Linked DNA regions of Mus musculus: all the other regions are linked to region 2. The links are chromatin contacts, called in public HiChIP or PLAC-seq maps. All regions are on one chromosome and are shown on one strand. Each heading gives the region's core, a stretch centred on a gene start, on an enhancer-like site or on the middle of the called end of the contact. The rest is flanking DNA. Distances are from core to core; before and after follow the strand shown.

Region 1 (3,004 bases), core at 129-2,628, 100 kb before region 2:
TGGTTTGGTTTGATTTTGGTTTTGGTTTTTCTAGACACAAGGTTTCTCTGTGTAGCCCTGGCTCTCCTAGAACTTTTGTAGACCAGGCTGGTCTTGAACTCACAGAGATCCACCTGCCTCTGCCTCCCAAGTGCTAAGGTCAAAGGTGTGCACCAGCTTTGCTTTTGGTTTTGAGTTTTGGGACTTTTGAGACAGAGTCTTGCCATTAGCCCAGGTTAGCCTCTGACTCTCAACCTTAGCCTCCTGGGTGCAATACCATGCCTGGCACTATTCCTGAGTTTTGATATACTTTGATATACACTTATACCCATTTCTTCTACTTCCCAAAGTGCAAGTTTCATTTAAAATTTTGCAGTCTCCTATAGTATCCATGAAGAATCCTTGCCCTGCAAGTGTGCTGCTCTTGTTTCTTGAGATCTTTCTCTTCAATGAAGGGGAGTCTGGTCTTGCATCCCAACATTCTGTGTAGCTGAGGGTGACTTTGAATTCCTCATCCTTCTGCCCCTACTTCCAAAGTGATGGGGTCACAGGTGTATGTTAGCATACTCAGCTGGGACTTGAGTATTGTAGGAAGAATATTCCATGTCTAAGGGCATATGAATGAGCCGCCTGGCAAAATAGTCCAGTCTGTGCTCAGCACATTAAAACTGAGTGACTCCTTGGGCAGTGAGCCTGATCTGCTTTTGAACCTTTTGCCTTTTGGAGGTTATTGGTGCTGTTCTTGCCCTTTAGAAACCACATTTGGTTATTGCTTAGATAGTGTTCTGAGGGCAGACTAGTGAGGTCTATTTAAGGGGCTTAAGACCAGATCCATAATAGAACAGCCTGTGTTTTAAGCACTTACCTTATATTGCAGGTCTCATTACTTCTCTTAATTTAAAAGTGGCAGAATTGGTAATTGTCTATTTAATCTACACAGGAATTTTTCTGTAGCCACAGGCAAATCTCATTTACCCTCTGCCTCAGTTTTACAATTCAGAAAGCAGTGAGAAGGGCATTGACACACTAGTTGTTAGAAGTCTAGTTATTCCAATCCTTTGATGTAAAAGGCGACTATTGTTGTATGTTTTGTGAAACAGCAAACATGCTACAACAAAGAACAGATTATGATGAAATCCCCTGGAGACAGCTTATTAGAAAAATTGAATAAACATTCTATTTTTAGATGTGCAAAAGCTAAACGTAAGTTATTTTCAGTAGAGTGTTTGATGTTTTTATCGAATTATGAATCTCTGTCAGTCTTTCCTGGAACCTTTCATTTTGCCCAAGGTTTTGTTTTGTCAGATTTCTATCTGTTTGAAAACAGTAAGTATAGCGTGGTAAGGGGAGATCTGAGAACCTGGTCCTGACTTGTCTGAAGCTGACTTGTAGTGAGTGCTAACTTCGCTTCTGATGACTGCTTTGGTGGGCTGCAGGATAACCTGATGAGCACTTCTTTGATACTGCTCTTAGCATCGAGAATGTTCCAGGTGTTATGGCAGAAACAGACTGTGGTTTTCAAAGCCTTCTTCTTCCTGTTGTTTTTCCTTTTCTCCTCCTCGATTTGAGGATCCTCAGCAGAGCTTTTCCCTTGCTGTGGTCATTTCATAGACCACAAACTTGAAATGTTTCCATCCCCTTATCTCTCCACTGCTGCTGGGTAGGAATCCTGTCTGTGGAGTGGGGCTGCTACATCCCTGTGTTTCATTTGATGACCCAGAAAACTGTAAAGCTTTGTTTTCAGCTTGGTACTCTTGAATATTTCCCTTCCCTAGAGGGAGCCTTTTTGTGGAGCAAAGGGCTGTAGAGTAGTGGGGAATGATAAAAGCTAGGAATTTTGATAGAAAGCATATATTGTCATCATAAACTTCATTGGTGGCTAACAACCTTCCTTCTTGACTTACATCTGGAAGCTCTTGTTAAGATGACCTTTTCTACTTTGAATCATGAGATGAAATTACAGCCTAACTAGTAAAAGGTCTAGTACTGTTTGGGTAAAGTTAGTGAGCTTTTTGTCACCATGGCCTAGGTTGTTAGCTTCTCTGAAGGAGCCTCTACCTATTCAGACTCATCGCTTGAGTTTGTGCTCTCTCTCTCACACTCTCTCTCTCTCCCTCTCTCCCTCCCTCCCTCCCTCCTCTCTCTCTCTCTCTCTCTCTCTCTCTCTCTCTCTCTCTCTCTCTCTCTCTCTCTCTCTCTCTGTTTCTCTAGTACAAGAGATGAAAATTGTCCTATCGTGGGCTGGGGAGGTAGCTTAGCCAGTGATATGCCTGCTGGGCAAGCATGGGAGCCCTGGTTTGGATCCCAGCACCCATGTAAGAAGCCCGGCACAGCACAGCAACACAGCAACTACAACTGGAGGGGTGAATCCCTGGGACTCATTGTCCAGTTAACCTTTCTACATCAGTGAGTACCAGGTTCAGTAAGAGATAGTGTGTCAAAAATAAGGTGGAGACTGATTGGGGGAGACACCTGTCATTGACCCTGCACTGACACCTGCATACACCCACATGTGCATATACTGAACACATAGAGTGGAGAGGGCCTTATATTATCTCTGTTTATCAGACTTTGTTTTGTTGAGACAGAATCTCTCTATGTAGCCCTGGCTGGCTGTCCTGGAACTTGCTCTGTAGACCAGGCTGGCCCTGAACTCACAGAGATCTGCCTTTCTCTGCCTTGCTACAGTGTTTGTATATTTTTGTTGTTTTGGGTTTTCTTTGTTTTGTTTTGTTTTGTTTTCATTCAGGGTGTCTCTGTTCAGCCTTGGCTGTCCTGGAAGTTGCTCTATAGACCAGGCTGGCCTGGAACTCAAGAGATCCACCTGCCTCTCCTTCATGAGTGCTGGGATTAAAGGTGTACACCTCCACTGCCCAGCTAGGTATATTTTATATATAAACAAAATTAGTAGTATAGCTGCCGTAAAAAAACAAGCTGAACTAATAGTAGCATGTAAAGTGTAGCCATTGGCTCCAAACTGAAATCTGACCGGAATGGATCCCTAAAAATATATGATTACTCAGGC
Region 2 (3,011 bases), core at 270-2,769:
ACCATCATGATCTGTCATTCCCATTCAGTGTCTTACACATGCTGACTGCCTAGCCTATGTTTTCCCCATACATTTCCAAAAATCCTAGACACCCATCTGTGCCATACACTCATAAGATTGCTGTCCTTCTTCACCTAACCCAGTGACCTAGGTTGCCACCTCTACTGTCACACATACAGAAAACCCATCATTACCCCTTCCCTGGTTATCCCAAGTACATATCTGGTCACCTTGTACATCATCTGTGTCACAAACAGGCTGTGGCCACCATCCCCTCACTCACTTTTTCCTCTGCTCTGGGGGCTCTAATCGAGCTGCCAGCCCAAAATCCCCCACCTTCAGTTCCATGTTATCCGTGATGAAAAAATTTCCTAGACAGTAGCAGAGAGACGCGTCAGATTCTTAACGCCTTTCATCCCTCCGCAGGTCTCCACCCTTCAGACCAGACGCAGGAATCTCACCCAGCTTGAGATCTCTGTGTAAGATACCCCTCTGGTGCAAGTACTTGAGGCCAGAAAGGATCTGGCGCAGGTAGTAGCGAACCTCTGGTTCCAACAGGGTGTGTCGGGCCTTCCAGATGTGGGCCAGGGACTGCAGAAAGTCACTGTTTCAGACCCCGCTTGCCTTCCCAGACCCTCCCTCCATCTGTGTTTGCTAAAGATGACAAGAACAGCTTTGGATCTTAAGAACCCGCTTCCTCCCCTACCCCTGTTCCCAATGAACCCACCCCGCCCCCATTCCGGACCTTTCGGCTACAGAGCTCCAGGAAAATGTATATGTTGTCAGCATCCTCGAAATGATGTGAAAAGCGAACGATATGGCGGTGCTGTAGGTCTCGGTGCAACTCTATCTCATTTAGGATCTGCGACAGGGGAGTGAAATCCTCATCTTTCCAGGGTTCCCACGCCACCATCCCCTCCCCATCCCTTGGACCGCAGGGCCTGGACCCACCTTCTCGCGCTGATGCGGCTTGGCGACGCGACTCTGTGGGATGACTTTGACCGCGTAGGCTATACCAGACTCGGTGTCAGTGGCTTCATAGCAGCGTGCGAAGCCCCCCTAGAAAGAAGAAGCTGCATCATCGATCTGGGCGCTCCGGAGTGGCCGGATCCGGCCCGTAGAGCTCCTCTCCACCTCCGGAGTGGCCCGGTCGGGTCCGCAGAGCTCCCCTCCACCTCCGTCAACGCTACCCCGGAGCCCCGACCCACCTTGCCCAACAAGCGACCCTTGGTGTAGGTACGGCCGCTGAGAGGGTCGGTGATGAGGCGACCAGGAGGATCCGGCGCCCGTGGCCCGGCCAGCACCTCAGGTTCCGATCGCGGGGAGGCATTGGCAGGCGGCCCCGGGCCGGCGGGGGGCGCGGACGGGGCAGCCGCGCGCGGGAAGGGGCGCGGAGACAAGAAGCCGGCGGCGGGCTCCATGCGGACGGCGCGGCGCAGCGCCTGCCGAGCTGGTTCTCGGTTCCGCCCGGCCCCGGCCGCGCGTGGCGCTGCCTGGTTTCTCTACGCTGCGATCGCGCCAGGGCAAGGGGGAGTCCGACGTTTTTATCAATGAACCCCTGCCCCCTCCCCGGTGTTTCGTCATCTCGAGCTCCGCCCCTTTCCTGGCTGCCAGGCTTGGAGAGGCCACGCCCATTGCTCCGCCTTACGTCACCTGAAAGATCTTCCCTTGCCTGGGCGTTCTTAAAGGCCACTCCTCCTGCTCTGGCCTTAAAGGAGCCCCGGTTGAGCTAGTCGCCTGGCAGGTGTAACCCTGCTCCGTTTCTCTAGGCTACCCAGTGCAAGTGACTCTTTTTTTCCCCTTCATCCTTAGAATGTGTGCTGAAGTCGGAGTGGAGGCCAGTTATCCGGAGGCCTCTTTCGAGCAACAGTAAGGGTTAGCATTCAAACTGGGGAGGAAAGACAGGGGTGTTGCAAACTGCTCAGTGCACATCACCAACACAGGTGGTTTCCTGCAAGCATCTCTTGCTCTGGTACAGAGCATGCTGCCCTCTTCGGGGACTGTGGAATAGCACGCTGCAGAGCCCGATTTACCTGGTCTGGGACTGTGCAATGGGTTTGTGGAACAGAGCCTGGTATTCAAGGTTTTATGTTTGCGTTTTGTTTTTCCAAGACAGGGTGTCTCTGTGTGGCCCTGGCTGTCCCAGAACCCACTATGTAGACCAGGCTGGCTTTGAAATCAAAGATCCACCTGCCCCTGCCTCCCAGTATTCACTGTTTTTCACCATGTTCCAGGCTACATCTTCTGCTACCCAATTCTACCTTATTATTCTTCTGAGGGAAAGGAGAGCTGAGGCAGAGTAGCTGTCATGTGATCCAGGCTGGCTTTGAACTCGAGGTCCTTCTGTCTTCACCTTTGACATGATGGGACTCCAGACCTGTACCTCTGCCCCAGACCCTGAGTTCCCCATCATATTCTCAAAAATACCTATTGCACCGAGTCAGCAGGCAAAAGGCCAGACAGTGAGGAATGAGAACTGGACACTCTTAGGTGCTAGAGACCTGCAACTGGGCAGTTAGCTTTGAAGTCCATTACAGATAAACTCAAGTAGGTGGCAGGAATCTATGATCTATGTGGAATCTTTTTCTGTGTGGGTTTTTTTTTTGGGGGGGGGGTGTTGTGGAGGGTTGTTTTGGTTTTTGTTTTGTTTTGTGACAGAGTTTCCAGGAAGCCAGGAATTCGACCTGTAAACCAGACTGGCCTTGACTTCCTACCTGTCTCTGCCCCTCCACCACTGCCCGGCTTCGATGTGAAATCTTTTTTTTTTTTTTTTTTTTTCCTTGAAATAGGTTTCTCTGTGTAGACTTGGCTGTCCTGGAATCATTCTGTAAACCAGGCTGGCCTCCAACTCAGAGATCTGCTGCCTGTCTCTGCCTCCAGAGTGCTGGGATTAAAGGAGTATGCCACCACCTGCCTAGTTTCCCCAGTGGAATCTTAATCCCTAAACTTTCTCCAGGGGTCACAGATCTCCTGCTGGCTGTGTAGCCTTCGTTTTCACTTGGAGCCATACA
Region 3 (2,926 bases), core at 96-2,595, 77 kb before region 2:
ATATTTTTTTTCAATTCTGTAAGGAAACTTGGCTATGAGAACTCTCATGTCTTCAGACGTGACTACATGAACTGGGAAGTGCAAGGGTAGTCTTCCAACCTCTGCCTGTGTGGTTCATCATGTTGCCAGTTTGATAGTGTTGAGTCTTCAGTAGTACAATCAGCTTGTTCTTAGCTTTCTCTTTAAGATTCTGTTTTCTTGGATATACTGAATCTGTTACCACCCTTCCTCTGTGGTCCAGCTTCCAAAATGTGTAGTCCTGGACTTTGTCCTTGTAGATTTATATATTTTTAAATTAAAAATAAACAAATAGCTGGTTAGTGGAGGTATATGCCTGTAATTGAAGCACTCAGGGAACAAAGGCAAGAGGATCTCTGTGTTCAAGGCCATCCTGGTCTACAAAGTGAGCTCCAGGACAGCCAGAGCTACACAGAGAAACCCAGTCTCAAAAAAACAAAACAAAACAGAAAACCTTCACTAACATTTTCAGTACACAGTGATTAGTGACTGGTCAGTCCTCACTTCCTTCGCTCCTCTTCTGCTCCTTCTGTCTCTTCTCTGTGACTACCTTACACTAGTGTCCATCCTCCTCCTCCTCCTTTCCATCTCTTCCTTCTTCATTTAGTCTAGCTCCCCCTCATAGCCTTAGTTATTCTTGCATATCTACTCGTGCAGCCTTGAGTGTTCTTTTTTTTCCATATAATATATAAGGAATAGTTATTAATTTTTTTGTATTGTGTTGTGCACACTTGCCATAACATGCATGTGGAAGTCAGTCAGAGGACAACATTTGGGAGTGGATTCTCTCCTTTCACCATTTAAATTCTAGGGTTCAAATTTGGGTCATTGGGCTTGGTAACAAGCTTCCTTCCCCACCCCCAACCTCCTCACCCCATCCCCATCCCCAGCCTCCCCACCCTACCCCTGCCTCTGGTGCTGGGAGATAAACCCTGGGCCTTGTGCAAGCTCTCCACCCCTGAGCTGTATCCCTAGCCCAACCCTCAATTTTTAGTTACTTTGTACATCTGTTTTGTCAACTATTACATAGAGCTTTTGGGGGGTACTCTTTGTTCTGGCATAAATTGTCATCATTATAAATTCACAGTTCCATCTTGATTGAACTCTCAAACCCACATTACAGTCTAGCCTGTCTCTGCTGGACCAGCCTTCCTTCCATTCCTCCCAGCAACTGCTTTCAGCCTTCAGTCTGTACTAAGGGAAGCTACTGCTGCTGCTGCTCCTTCTCAGGAGAGATCCTACCAAGTGACAGATTTCCTGGATCTGCTCTGTCTATACACTCACCCTCACGCAGACTCTCCTGCAGCTCTGTTCCTGTAGCCTTGGAGGAAGAACTTGAGGGAACGCCTTTCTTTCTTCAGGCCTCTTAACTCCATTCTCCTGCCACCACTGTAACCTTGCTCCTCTGCTTTTCCCACAGTCTCTGGGCTTTTCAAACTTGTCCTGTATTGTCTTTCCTCCTTCCAGCTATGAGTACATTGTTTATAGAACAAAGCACAAATTCCTTAGGCTCCAGTCACCTATCCATTCTTCCTCCTACCACAACCCTACCCCACAGCTACAGAGAGCTCCTCTGACTTCCACATTGCTTTTTGTTGTTGTTCTAATGGTCATTTGTCCTTTTTGTATATATGAATGTATGTCTGTGTGTGCATGTACGTATGTATATATGGGTGCCCCTACAAGGTCAGAACAGGACACTGGATCCCCTGGGACTAGAATTATAGGCAGTGAGTTGTCTGATATGGTGTTAGAAACTAAATTTGGTTCCTCTGGAAGAATAGTACATGCTCTTTTTTGTTTGTTTTTTATTTTGTTTTGTTTTTTGAGACAGGGTTTCTCTGTGTAGCCCTGGCTGTCCTGGAACTCACTTTGTAGACCAGACTGGCCTCGAACTCAGAAATCCGCCTGCCTCTGCCTCCCGAGTGCTGGGATTAAAGGTGTGCGCCACCATGCCCAGCTAGTACATGCTCTTAAGTGATGAGCCATCTCTATAGCCCCCTTTTGTGTGTGTGTGTGTGTGTGTGTGTGTGTGTGTGTGTGTTTGTGTATACCCAAGTAAGGTGGCCCATGCTTGTAATCTCAATAGTTGAGAAGCTGAGGCACCAAGGTTGCTACAAGATCAAAGTGAACATGGGTGACATAGTGAGATAATATCTAAAAGTAAAAACTGCAGATAAACAAAATTAATATTAAATAGAGTAGTTACAACAATATACTGTAATAAAAGTTATGTAAGTAAAATCTTTCTCCCAAAATATCCTATTATGCTTGTTATGGTGGCTCATGCCTTTAATCCTAGTACTCGTTAGGGAGAGGCAGGTAAATCTCTATGAGTTCAAGGCCATCCTGGTCTATATAGTGAGTTCCAGTCAAGCCAGGGCAACATAGTGAGACCCTTGTCTCAAAACAGAAGAAAATAAACAAAATCCTATTATAACTTTACTTCTTAAAATAAGCAACAACTGTATATATAGTGTCTGTGTGTTTTGAGACAGGGTTTCTCTGTGTAGCCCTGGCTGTCTGGAACTTGCTCTGTAGACCAGGCTGGCCTCAAACTCAAAGATCCACCTGCCTCTGCCTCCCAATGCTGGCATAAAAGATGTGCCCTACCACTGCCCAGCTTAAAACAAAACAAACAAACAAAAAAATTAAGGGCAATGTTATACTATGTAACTTTGGCTGGCCTGGAACTTACTGCATAGAGCAGGCTGGCCTTGATCATACAGAGATCACTTGCCACTGCTGAGATTAAGGGCATGGATTACCATGCTTGGCATATCTTAAAGGAAGCACATTATGGCTTCTCTCAGGCATATCCAAATCACTAGGGTCTCTACTCTTGTGTATTGGAGCCACTATGTTATGCTTGAACAAGAGTACTGTGTTGCTAGGACAGAGGGTCTGA

The links. HiChIP or PLAC-seq counts read pairs in DNA pulled down with a chosen protein or histone mark.
Region 1: an H3K4me3 HiChIP or PLAC-seq map of the SCID.adh cell line shows a contact between it and region 2, with 14 read pairs. The contact joins the enhancer-like site here to the promoter of Plk3 in region 2. A contact is called at or near these places in 14 of 39 promoter capture datasets (3T3-L1-derived adipocytes, the C10 cell line, the HPC-7 cell line and 9 more), 3 of 15 datasets of contacts at CTCF or cohesin (CD8 T cells, the NIH/3T3 cell line and large pre-B cells), 33 of 484 Hi-C or Micro-C datasets (the AML12 cell line, B cells, the C3H10T1/2 cell line and 19 more), 39 of 115 datasets of contacts at active chromatin or transcription factors (the 230-238 cell line, CD8 T cells, the HPC-7 cell line and 29 more) and 4 of 9 other capture datasets (adipose tissue, embryonic stem cells, liver and 1 more).
Region 3: an H3K27ac HiChIP or PLAC-seq map of embryonic stem cells shows a contact between it and region 2, with 10 read pairs. The contact joins the enhancer-like site here to the promoter of Plk3 in region 2. A contact is called at or near these places in 1 of 39 promoter capture datasets (macrophages), 2 of 15 datasets of contacts at CTCF or cohesin (embryonic stem cells and large pre-B cells), 13 of 484 Hi-C or Micro-C datasets (ECoMG-derived neutrophils, bone marrow-derived macrophages, cerebellum and 6 more), 20 of 115 datasets of contacts at active chromatin or transcription factors (the 230-238 cell line, the HPC-7 cell line, the SCID.adh cell line and 11 more) and 4 of 9 other capture datasets (adipose tissue, embryonic stem cells, liver and 1 more).

Annotation. Positions count from the first base shown.
Region 1 is chr4:117,032,908-117,035,911 of GRCm38.p6, forward strand. All of the region lies in intron 3 of Eif2b3 (eukaryotic translation initiation factor 2B, subunit 3), which reads left to right. Among named protein-coding and RNA genes, the nearest start is that of Eif2b3, 15 kb to the left of the region's middle. Within about 2 kb of position 1,379, at least 16 of the 459 cell types and tissues checked have an H3K27ac peak or open chromatin away from gene starts, as enhancers often do. A contact at or near this core is called in the SCID.adh cell line and regulatory T cells, where this site is marked.
Region 2 is chr4:117,132,444-117,135,454 of GRCm38.p6, forward strand. It overlaps Plk3 (polo like kinase 3), which reads right to left and starts at 1,520. Exons shown (of 15, transcript NM_013807.3): 1 at 1,209-1,520; 2 at 952-1,059; 3 at 746-862; 4 at 462-591; 5 at 284-371. The coding sequence starts at 1,421.
Region 3 is chr4:117,055,371-117,058,296 of GRCm38.p6, forward strand. The region is part of intron 5 of Eif2b3 (eukaryotic translation initiation factor 2B, subunit 3); the gene reads left to right. Among named protein-coding and RNA genes, the nearest start is that of Eif2b3, 37 kb to the left of the region's middle. Within about 2 kb of position 1,346, at least 34 of the 459 cell types and tissues checked have an H3K27ac peak or open chromatin away from gene starts, as enhancers often do. A contact at or near this core is called in embryonic stem cells, trophoblast stem cells and uterus, where this site is marked.